2 separate regions of the Rattus norvegicus genome follow, and region 1 is linked to region 2. A link is a contact called in public Hi-C data. All regions are on one chromosome and are shown on one strand. Each heading gives the region's core, a stretch centred on a gene start, on an enhancer-like site or on the middle of the called end of the contact. The rest is flanking DNA. Distances are from core to core; before and after follow the strand shown.

The links. A called contact is a pair of places that touch in the nucleus more often than the background predicts.
Region 1: a Hi-C map of mammary epithelial cells shows a contact between it and region 2, with 2.5 times the contacts expected there. The contact joins the promoter of Hmgb3 here to the promoter of Ids in region 2. A contact is called at or near these places in 2 of 12 Hi-C or Micro-C datasets (liver and mammary epithelial cells).

Annotation. Positions count from the first base shown.
Region 1 is chrX:154,340,258-154,345,286 of GRCr8, reverse strand. Hmgb3 (high mobility group box 3) reads right to left here and starts at 3,089. Exons shown (of 5, transcript NM_001398777.1): 1 at 2,929-3,089; 2 at 1,502-1,656; 3 at 1,125-1,264; 4 at 339-513; 5 at 1-186. The coding sequence starts at 2,935. The coding sequence ends at 49.
Region 2 is chrX:154,088,526-154,094,082 of GRCr8, reverse strand. Ids (iduronate 2-sulfatase) reads left to right here and starts at 2,639. Exons shown (of 9, transcript NM_001401185.1): 1 at 2,639-2,964; 2 at 3,777-3,913; 3 at 4,530-4,707. The coding sequence starts at 2,850.

The DNA of each region.
Region 1 (5,029 bases), core at 1,840-4,339, 250 kb before region 2:
AATCACAGCGCTCTCCTACTCTAAGGTATTCACAAGGAGACAGAGTTTTTATTCATCTTCTTCCTCTTCCTCCTCCTCCTCTTCTTCTTCCTCCTCCTCCTCCTCTTCTTCCACCTTTTTCCGGGCAACTTTAGCAGGACCCTTGGCACCATCAAACTTCCCTTTAGACTTATAGTCAGCAACATCCTGCAAGGAACAGGGACACATTGGGAACGAGGCTAAACCCTAAGGGCTCTAGGTGCAGCGGTTTGCTTAAGAAAGCAAACAGGGCAATGATTTCCATATGTAAATGTCTCTTGATCATTCAAATTTTCAAGTCAATGGCCTCCAAGGCTTACCTTCTCATACTTCTCCTTCAGCTTTGCTGCCTTGGTCATGTAAGGCTGCTTTTCACTGTCACTTAAGTTATTCCACATCTCACCCAGCTTTTTGGCCACATCTCCAATAGAGATGCCAGGGTTTGCAGATTTGATCTTCGGGCGGAATTCAGAGCAGAACAAGAAAAATCCAGACCTTCAGGCAGAAACTTATATAAATCAGTTACATATGTACAAAAAAAAAAAAATCCTAGAGTCACACACCCCCTTCTTGCAGCTACGTGACCCATGCTGGATTCAAACCTTCCACCCTGCGTCCTCCGGCCCAAGTGCTGGGCTTACATGTAAGGTAGCTAAGCATAAACATACCACTAGGAAATACGATTACTTCTCGCCATGTTTTGTCCTCTCAGGCACTGAATCGCTACATTCAACGCTACATCGGAAGAGAAAAAAAAAAAAAGGAAATGCCATCCTATGTTGACTGTGCTTGGGGAGAGAACCCTGCCTTGAAAAAGTAAAAAAAAAATAAATAAATAAATAAATAAAAGATCTTGATATAGGGACCTTTAAAGCATCTTCTCCGCTTCCTTCCTCACTTGCGTGCGTTTACACGCTTGGTCTCCCAGATAGAACTACGAGTGGGGCTATGGGAGTGAATAGGAATGAACAATAAAATCCAGAAGCGATTGCTGTACCCAAAACTACAAATCCTCAAGTAAGCACAGAGGATATTTATATTTATAATATTTATTATTTATATTTATGCTTATATTATTTATATATCATATATTTATAGCCACTTACGGAGGTCTTTTGGGGGCATTCGGGTCCTTCTTCTTTTTGCCTCCTTTAGCTGGCCCATAATCTTTCATTTCACGATCGTAGCGTACCTTATCCGCCTTGGCCATTTCGTCAAACTTTGATTTCTCTTTGCTAGACATCGTCTGCAAAAAAAAAAAAAAAAAAAAAAAAAAAAAAACTTGTTAAATTCCTAGAGGTAGTGGAACCCAGTGGTTTTATAACTAAAGTGGCAGCTACAGAACCCCTTTCAAGTAGGGAAAAAAGGCTTTGCACTTAATTTTTAATGTAGAGAAGAAAACAGTTGGCCGATTGGGGCCCATTGGGGTAAATGTGCAAGTGAGCAAATTGCACAAATTGTACAAATCAAATAGCGGAGATACCTTCCACCTCTCAGAGCACTTCTTGGAAAACTCAGCAAAGTTGACTGGAACCTCTGGGTTTTTCTTCTTGTGTTCTTCCCTGCACGTCTGCACGAAGAAGGCATAGGCGGACATCTTGCCCTTTGGTTTCTTGGGATCACCTTTAGCCATCCTGACTGATGTGTTATAGAAGACAAAGAGAAAAAAAAAGTCCCTTTAATTCTTACGTTTTGATAGAAAATCAAAGGAGACATAAATTGGAACAGGTATGAAATGCCAGGGCTGTTGAATGTGAAGCATCGCTTGTTTTTAAGAAGAGAATGAAACAATGATGATGATGATGATGATAACTTAATAATGAAATAATAATAATAAATACTAGTATAGTAAGTAAGTAATAACTAAGTAATTCTAGACAGGGTAGGTCATAAGAGATAGAATTCTTAAAGTTTCAATAGAAAATCAAAGGAGACATAAATCGGAACAGGTGTCAAATGCCAGGGTTGTTAAATGTAAAGCATCACTTATTTTTAAGAAGAGAATGAAATAATAACAATAATAAAATAATGAAATAATAATAGTGTAGTAAATAATAATAGAAAATAAATAAGTAAATAGTAAAAATGAGTAAAGATAATAGATAATAAATGAACAATTAATAAGTAACAAATAAATGGTAAAAATAACACAAAATACTAAGTAAAAAAGTAATAAATAATGACAAATAATACGTGAATAATAATTCTCACTCTCTTATTCTGTAAAACGCGGTAAAAATAAATCTCTCACTGTCCCATCTCGGGGATCAAATACGTGAAATGAATTAAAATAAGTGAATAAGTTAATTAAAGAACAGTTATTAATTATTGTGAATCATTAATAAATTAATATGCAAAAATTTCAAGCGTTAATGGCTTTATAAAAATGGCTTGCAGGTCTAACCCACTGCTGCATTTTACTTGGAAACAATAATGATTTAATAATAATAATAACAAATAATAAGTGAATAATAATTCTCGCCCGCTTCCCGCCATCTTTTCCTTTTCCCACACCCAAGGTCACCATGGAAAACTAAACCACTCCCCTTGGCATCAAAGGCCCTCAGGGCTGCTTTAAAGCCCAGCCTCGGCAACCCGGTGTGTGTATATGTATGTATGTATGTGTGTGTGTGTGTGTGTGTGTGTGTGTGTGCGCGCGCGCGCGCGCGTGTGGTGTGTGTGTTTATGTGTGGTGTCTGTGTGTTGTGTGTATGTGTTTATGTGTGTGTTGTGTGTGTTTGTGTGTTATGTGGTGTGTGTGTTTATGTGTGTTGTGTGTTTTGTGTGTGTGTGTGTGTGTGTGTGTGTGTGTGTGTGTGTGTGTGTAGGTGCGCACCCAGGCGTCCAGGCCGGCAACAGACAGCCCATATCGGGGTCACGTCCCCGTTGCTTCGGACACCCGTCATTCACCTTCCATTTCGTCCAAAGCCTCGGGATGAAAGAAAGTGCCCGTCAAATCCGCTGCTGCCACCCCCGGGCTCGCTAAAAATGGCTGATCCGCGCGCGGCCGGCGCAGGCGGCGACTGCGGGGAACAAAGCGGCCCGGGCCCCGCCGCAGTCGCCCGCTCGCCGGCCCCGCCCCACGCTCACCCCGCCCCCGCTACACTCGCCACGCCCCCACACGCTCGCCACGCCCCCACCCTGTCCCGACACACTCGCCCCGCCCCCGGACTCCCTAAAATGGCTGATCCGCGTGCGGCCGGTTCAGGCCGCGACAGCGGGGAACAAAGCGGCCCCGGCCCGCCGCAGTCGCCCGCTCGCGGGCCCCGTCCCACGCTCGCCTCGCCCTGCCCCACGCTCACCACGCCCCCGCCCCACTCGGCCCGCCCCCGCCACGCTCGCCGGCCCCCACCCCTCCCCTCCCAACGCTCACCACGCCCCGCCCCACTCGCCCCGCCCCACCCCCGACGTGGGCCGCCCAAAGGCGCAGAGCCGCCAGCCCGGCCTCCCCGCCCCCGACGCGGGCCGCGCCTCCGCCACATTCGCCACGCCCCCGCCCCGCCCCGCCCCGCCCCGCCCCCGACGCGGGCCGCCGGAGGGCGCGGAGCCGCCAGTCCGGCCTCCCCGCCCCCGACGCGGGCCGCGCCCCCGACATGCTCGCCACGCCCCCACCCCGCCTCGCCCCCGACGCGGGCCGCCCGAGGGCGCCGAGCCGCCAGCCCGGCCTCCCCGCCCCCGACACGGGATAACAAAGGCGCCCGTGCGGCCATGACGCTCCGGCGGCGGCGCCCCCGGCCCCGCGGCCTCGCCCGAGTCTGCACCCGCCATGCTCCTCCCGCACCTGCCCCGGCCTCCCTGACCACCGGGCGCTCCGCGACGGCCATGTTCACGCAGAGCCATCGGCTCGGCCCGCGAAGCCCGCAGCCGCCACTCGCTCGCCGCGCTGCGGAACATCTGGCCGGGGGCTGCTGAGCCCAGCCACCCGAAAAGTTGAGGCACCTGAATGGCGTCTTCCTTCCCTGCCGCCGAGCAGCGAAAAAGGAGAAGGGGTAGCAAGGACGCGGGAGTGGAGGCGCGGGTGGAAAGTTGTGTGGGCGCCGCTGCAGCTGCGGAACATCTGGCTAGGGGCGCGGGCTGCGGTGCGGGCCGTACCTGTATTGTTCGCCGGTCTGGGCAGCGCGGGGCGCGACGCAGCCTCGCGCTAGCTGCCTGCACGAGAGCCGCCTGATTGGCCAGCGGGCCCTGCCGTTTAAAACAACCTCCTCGCCCCGCCATTGGCTGCGGTCCTCATGCATATTCAGCAGATGGGCGTGGCCTCTGGGCTCATTCATTCAAACAGGACAACCCGCGGTCGCCTGTCAATCATTCCCTCAGACCCACCTCCCAGAGCTAAAGTGCATCTCCAAGAATTTAGCAGAGGTGGCCCTAACCCATCGGCCACACCGCCCTCTCAGAGCTAAAGTGCATGGGGCTGCTTGAAAATCCCCAGGAGCTCCAGGGGTGCAGATTTCGTGAGCTGCCACCCATGTAAGGTTGCAATTTTCAGCCGTGTAGGTGCCCGTGAGTCACTCATACACTTGTGAGTGACCCATAACCACTGAGTTACACTCAAGAGAAACCATACTTTGGTCTGTTTCCGTGGCCCTATCTGAAGTCAACAGACATTTGTCGGCCTCTCCCACTGCTGCTGTGTAAGATGGAGGAAGGGAAGAGACCCATTTGTGGGCAGTTTGCACACTAGTTTGCATGTGTGGGGGTGGGGATTAAGGGGTGGAAGTGGGGGCGGTGGTGCTAGCGGGGGCCCAAAGGCAAACAGGCCTGGACAAGACCGGAGGCTAAAGGCAGAGCATACATGATCGGTGGGGGCAGAAGGCAGGATGATAGCAAGGTTAGCGCTACCACGTATGCTTAGGGTGGCTGTGGGATGATGTCACAGGTGATGCAGGTACAGGATAAAAGGAGGCCTGCCATTGGACGAGAAGGAAGGATGGGTGGGAGAGAAGCCGTGACAGGACAATATGGCGAGTGACATTAAGATTCCATGCTGTACCTTTACAGGTTGTTATGAATG
Region 2 (5,557 bases), core at 1,390-3,889:
TGAAGGTCATTCTGTCCATATCTTTAGATGAAAGTTTTCATTCAAAATGTTTCTAACATCATTTTTGAGAGTTTATTTAAATCTAAATCCTATGTGTATATCTGTATGTTATCTTGTGTTTTTCTCAACTTTAGACACTGCTGACTTCCTGTCATGATAGATGAAATTATAGTTCACTTATCTCTTCCTCTATCTATGTACATACTTTGAACCCTTGATTATGAAAAATGATCAAAATTTTACACACACACACACACACACACACACACACACACACACACACACACACACCATGATGCAACTGATCCTGATGTCTTCCCTTCCTGTTTGCCTTTCTCTCCACAGATTTTTTTTGAAGGAACTCCATTGCCAACATCCTGTATGCTTAACTTTAGAGTCAATTTTCTTTTGTGAACATGCATGTAAGTGTTTCCTATGCTCAGAGGCCAGGGGTCTTGGGTGTCTGTCTCTATTACTGTCTGCCTTGTTTCTTTTATACAAAACTTGTCCCTGCACATGGAACTCCTGGCCTTTTTTTTCAGCTAGGCTGTCAGTCAGTAAACCCCAGTGATGCTACTGTCCTCAGTGTTAGTGTTACAGGTGTGGTTGTGGACCTTGTACTTAGGTTTTGAGAAGTGAGTCAGTCACAAATAATTTAACATTTTAGAAGTTTGTTTAATATTTTTGAGTAAATTTTAAATAGAAAGAATTGGCCTATTTTCTTTGGCTGTATCTATTGTATATCATGTTGGCACTGAGCCACACAGAAGTATTGACCTTTTTTGTTTTAGAGTTATTGCAGAAGTCAGAAGAGGGTTTCAAATCCCTTGGAACTGGAATTATGAATGGATGTTACTCATGAGATTCTGCCCCAGTCCTCTTCAGGAGCAACAAGAGCTCTTAACCACTGAGCCATCTCTCCAGCTGACAGAGGCCTGATTTTTATGATGTGAAGTTTCAGTTAAAGATTTTAGATTTTAGTGAAGTTACATGATTTCCTTAAAAATGTTCAATGAAATAAAATATTAGTGTAGATCATGGAGGGCATTTCATATATTTGTCTGTTGTACTTAGAAAATATCAGCTTTGACTTTTCAATAGTAGTAATCATTCAAGGCTAGAGAGTCTACAGCCAAATGGGCCACTTTGATTTCCTTAAACCAGACCATAGCATCCCTTATATTTGAGGTTAATTCCTTCTGTGTTTTGGCTTCTGAGTCTCTCTGGTTGTAACGTAAGATGAGTCTCTGCTATGTTTCTGTTTGGAACTGAACCATGGCCATGGCCATAATGGTGGAAAACACTGAGGATGCTCTTATTCCTGGTCTCCCATGGTCTTATTCCCTATGTTTCCTCACACTCTAAGCCTGGATGTGAGGGTCCTCAGAAACTGTGTTTGTGAATTAGAAAATAGTCTAACAAACAGTTTTAGAAGTAGAAATCACCTGTAACTTTTGCCTCAAATCCTTCTTTACTTGACTATGGGGTTATTTAGGCTGTGTGTCGTTTGGTTACCCCCTGAAGAGGCATGCTCCTCATGGATAGCCACACTGTCTCACATTTCCTGGATTAATGCCTTCATTCAAGAAATTTAGGTGTTCATAATTTTCTGTTTTGAACAGTAATAGGGATATTCGTTGCATATAGCACAGTGTTGATATGAGAAGAAATTATTGCCTTTAGTTTTTAACATGTTGCCTAGAAGGTAAGAGGCCACAATCAATTATTTTGCAATAACAAACACAAATTTTTCATCAGTATGCTTGACATTGTGCTAGATTATTTTATGGGTGGGTGATTTGGTGCGACTCAGCAATAAAGGGTCTAGTTTTCCAGAGCTCCATTTGGTAGAAAGAAGACATGGTGTATCCTTCTTGGTCTCCAGTCAAAAAATGAGCAGTGGATAATTGTTGCCACAGGAGTCTGACTCCCAATCACTGTGCCCATCTCTTTTCTTCTCTCCAAAATTCTCTTTCTGGCTGACTTCAGCCATCACTGTCTGCTGCATAGTTGCCGTTCCCTCTTTTTACAGACAAGAATTGGATTGCTTCTTTCCTTCTAATATTTGTTCAGCTATTACTTTACCACTGAGGTTCTGACTAAACTACCTCATAGAAAATAATAAGACCCTTCCCCTGAGCTTTATTTTGTCCGGGCACATTCTCCGAGTTTATTTTAAGCTCAATCAGAGCAGTGACTGAGAACTCTAGCACTACTAACAATGCCTAGTATACATTGTATGTGTGCGCTTATGCAGTGTTTAATAAGGATTTACTGTACCAATAAAGAGGAAAAGAGATCCTTTTAGGTATAAAATGGAAGTTTGCAAAAGGCTTCTTTGGAGAATGGGGCTGGAAAGAAAATTTAAGATGTATAGAGATATAAGGGCAGGGCAGGAGTTCCAGGTAAAAGGTACAGAACTAGCAAAGGCAAAGAGGCAAGAAGCTTGTTCAATAGCAAAACCTTTGGATTATCAAATCTCCAGTCACCACTGTTTACATTAAAAAGTACGCTGGGAAAGCGGCAGTAGCAGTATTTCCGGTTAAGGTTCCGCCCACCGCGACCGATTACGCTCGGACCTCCGGCGCCATCAGGCTCCACCCACAGAGGGAGGGGCAGAAGAGAGTTGCACAAGCGCAGTCGCGTTCAAGCCAGCGCCCGGGCCTTCGGGCCCGAGGCGTCGCGTCGGTGTCGCGCAGTCTTCTCTGAGACAGTCGCGGGCTGTGGAGGCCGCGACGACGGCAGCGGCGGCGGCGGCGGCGGCGGCGGCGGCGGCGGCGGCGGCGGCTACGGCTACCTAATGGTCCTGATGTAGCCGTACCTTCTCGCAAGGCTGTGCTGAGGAAGAAATGTCGCCGCCGCCGCCGCCGCCACCAACTACCTGGCGCCAGCTTAGCTTCAGCTTGTTGCTAGGCTTCTTCTGTATCGCCCTGGTGTCCGCAGCGCAAGGCAACTCTGCTACAGGTGCCAATTCCTTGTTCCCAGTCTTATCCAACCTTGTCTCTGTCCTGGCTAATGTTTTTTTTTCCATCCATCATTTCTTCTTTCTTCCTTCATCCTTTCCCCCCACATTTTCACTCCTCCACTCCTCTCCATCTTTCCTTCCTTCCGTCTATTTAGCCCGCATTATCTTTCATCCATCCATTCCTCCTCCCCCCTTCCTTTCCATCCCTTCATGTTTTTTCTCCATCATTTCCTTCATTAATTTTTGAGGATTTCATAAATGCATTTTCTAACACCCCCACTGCTCCTAACTCCACCCAGATATACCCTGTTTCCAACTTCATTCCTTTTTTTTATTTTTATGACCCAGAGTCCAGTTTGTGCTATCCATATACACATGGGTGTGGCCCAGATTACATGTCTCTTAACAGTTCTTTGCTCGCCATCCGTCCATGTTCCTTTCTTTCCCCTTTCATCCACTCCTTTCCTTCCTGTTTCTTGCCTTCTATCCACCTTTCCTTCATTTTACAATCTTTCCATCTGTCTTCCATTCCTTCCTTCTCTCTATTCTTTGATTCCCCTCCCATCTCTGTCTCTTTGTCTCTTTCTTCTTCACCTAGATGTGGGGACAGGACTGAAACATAACACTCAAACCTTGGATTAAGGCTTTTGTGTACTCAACCCAGCCCTTGCTGGAGCAGAGCCCTGTTCACCCCTTTTCTGGATGGATTGTTAAAGAGCAGGGGCTAGCCTTGATCCTTTCATTACCCTAGGGAGGGGGGATTTCAATGTCAGTGCATGTGATATAACCAAAGCCCCTCCTTCCTGTGCAGATGCTCTGAATATCCTTCTGATCATCGTGGATGATCTCCGCCCCTCCCTGGGCTGTTATGGAGATAAGCTAGTGAGGTCCCCAAACATTGACCAACTGGCATCCCATAGCATTGTCTTTGAGAATGCCTTTGCTCAGGTATGTCCAAGGACCTGTAGGTGAGGGTATATGCCTCTTTGTTTATACACACTATTGAGATGCATGGTACTGCTCTATTGACCTTCTTGGAAGGGGAAAGCAGGGCTTAGAAAATGAAGGCCTGCATGGACAAGGACCATCGTATTTGCAGGGTTTCCCCTTCTCCTTGGGCGTAGACAATGCCCTGGCCCTAACATGCTTAAGACAGGCTTGGCTAGCTTTCAGCTAGAAACAGGAACTGACTAGAGCTGAAAATCCAACTTGTGGGTCTGCCAGCTGTGGGTGGCTAAGAGTCAGTCATCTATCCATGGCAGTTGTCTTCCCTGAACCCTCTTTTCAGGGCTACTCTCTCTGAGTATCACCCTTTCTGGGTACCTAGGGGTGCCATTGCATAGGAAAGCACATACCGTTGCTGTTTTGAGAGCCTGATTGCTGGGAGGACAACTGTCTTTAGTACCTTGGGCGAGGCCCAAAATCCCACTTGGTTGGCTTTGACATCTCCGTGACTCAGCTGCCAGGCTGTTGCTGAGGATCTAGAGAGGTTGCTTAGTTACCATGAAGACTGCAGACACATTTGGCTGTGACATTGTTGACATTTGCCTCTGTTCCCTAACAGCAAGCAGTGTGTGCACCAAGTCGAGTTTCCTTCCTCACCGGGAGGAGGCCTGACACCACCCGCCTGTATGACTTCAATTCCTACTGGAGGGTACACTCTGGAAATTTTTCCACCATCCCCCAATACTTCAAGGAGAATGGCTACGTGACCATGTCGGTTGGGAAAGTCTTTCACCCTGGTACTGTTCAATTACCAAAGCTTGGGCTCTCCGTTTCTGTGCCTAGATACTGGGTTGGGACTATCCTTGTACTGGTCTTTTCTCTGACAGGCTTACGTAACTGGTTCATTGATGCCGTTCTAAAAAAACAACAAAACAAAACAACATTTCTTTAACCTAGGTTTATGTTCACATTCTAAATAAAAAAGAAACTGTTTTCCTTTTAGAAGTTGGAGGTGATGTCAGACTCATGTAGTTGCTGTTGGAGAGGCAGTTCAGGGTGGTCCTTAAAACTCTGAGCCTTGCAGGATGCCTGTCTATAAAGTTGGGGGTGAGGCAACATCATCCGAGGACCTCAAATGTCCAGAGGTACTGTGTGTACTTGTATGGGCTGCAGCTTGGTGAAAGCTATCTCTTTCTCTGTGAGTAATATCAGAAAGAGGAAGTCAGCTGGGTTTCAAATTCTGACTTTGAATACTACCTGATAAAGTAGATATTTATGTCCTCAATGAAGCATAAATAATACATTAAAACAAATAATAGAATCACATGATTTCTTGATTTCAAGAATTTTAAGAAACCAAAAAATGTAAATGTGTAATTGCCTTGCCCTGGAGAAAGCTGCCTTTGATGAAGCAAGGAAAAAAATACTTGTTTTCTGGACATAGTATTTTTCCAATTTGTGGTTACGTTATTTTTATAATTTTACACGATGAGTGAGAGTAAATATTTCCCATTATATAACACTCCTGAAAAATTCATTTTTAATGACAGCATAGAAGTCTGGCATAATTATCAGGCTTCTGGCTTTTCACTGATGTGAGCATCTATGGAAGCAGACATGACTTCACTGGGAAATAACATCAGGGCT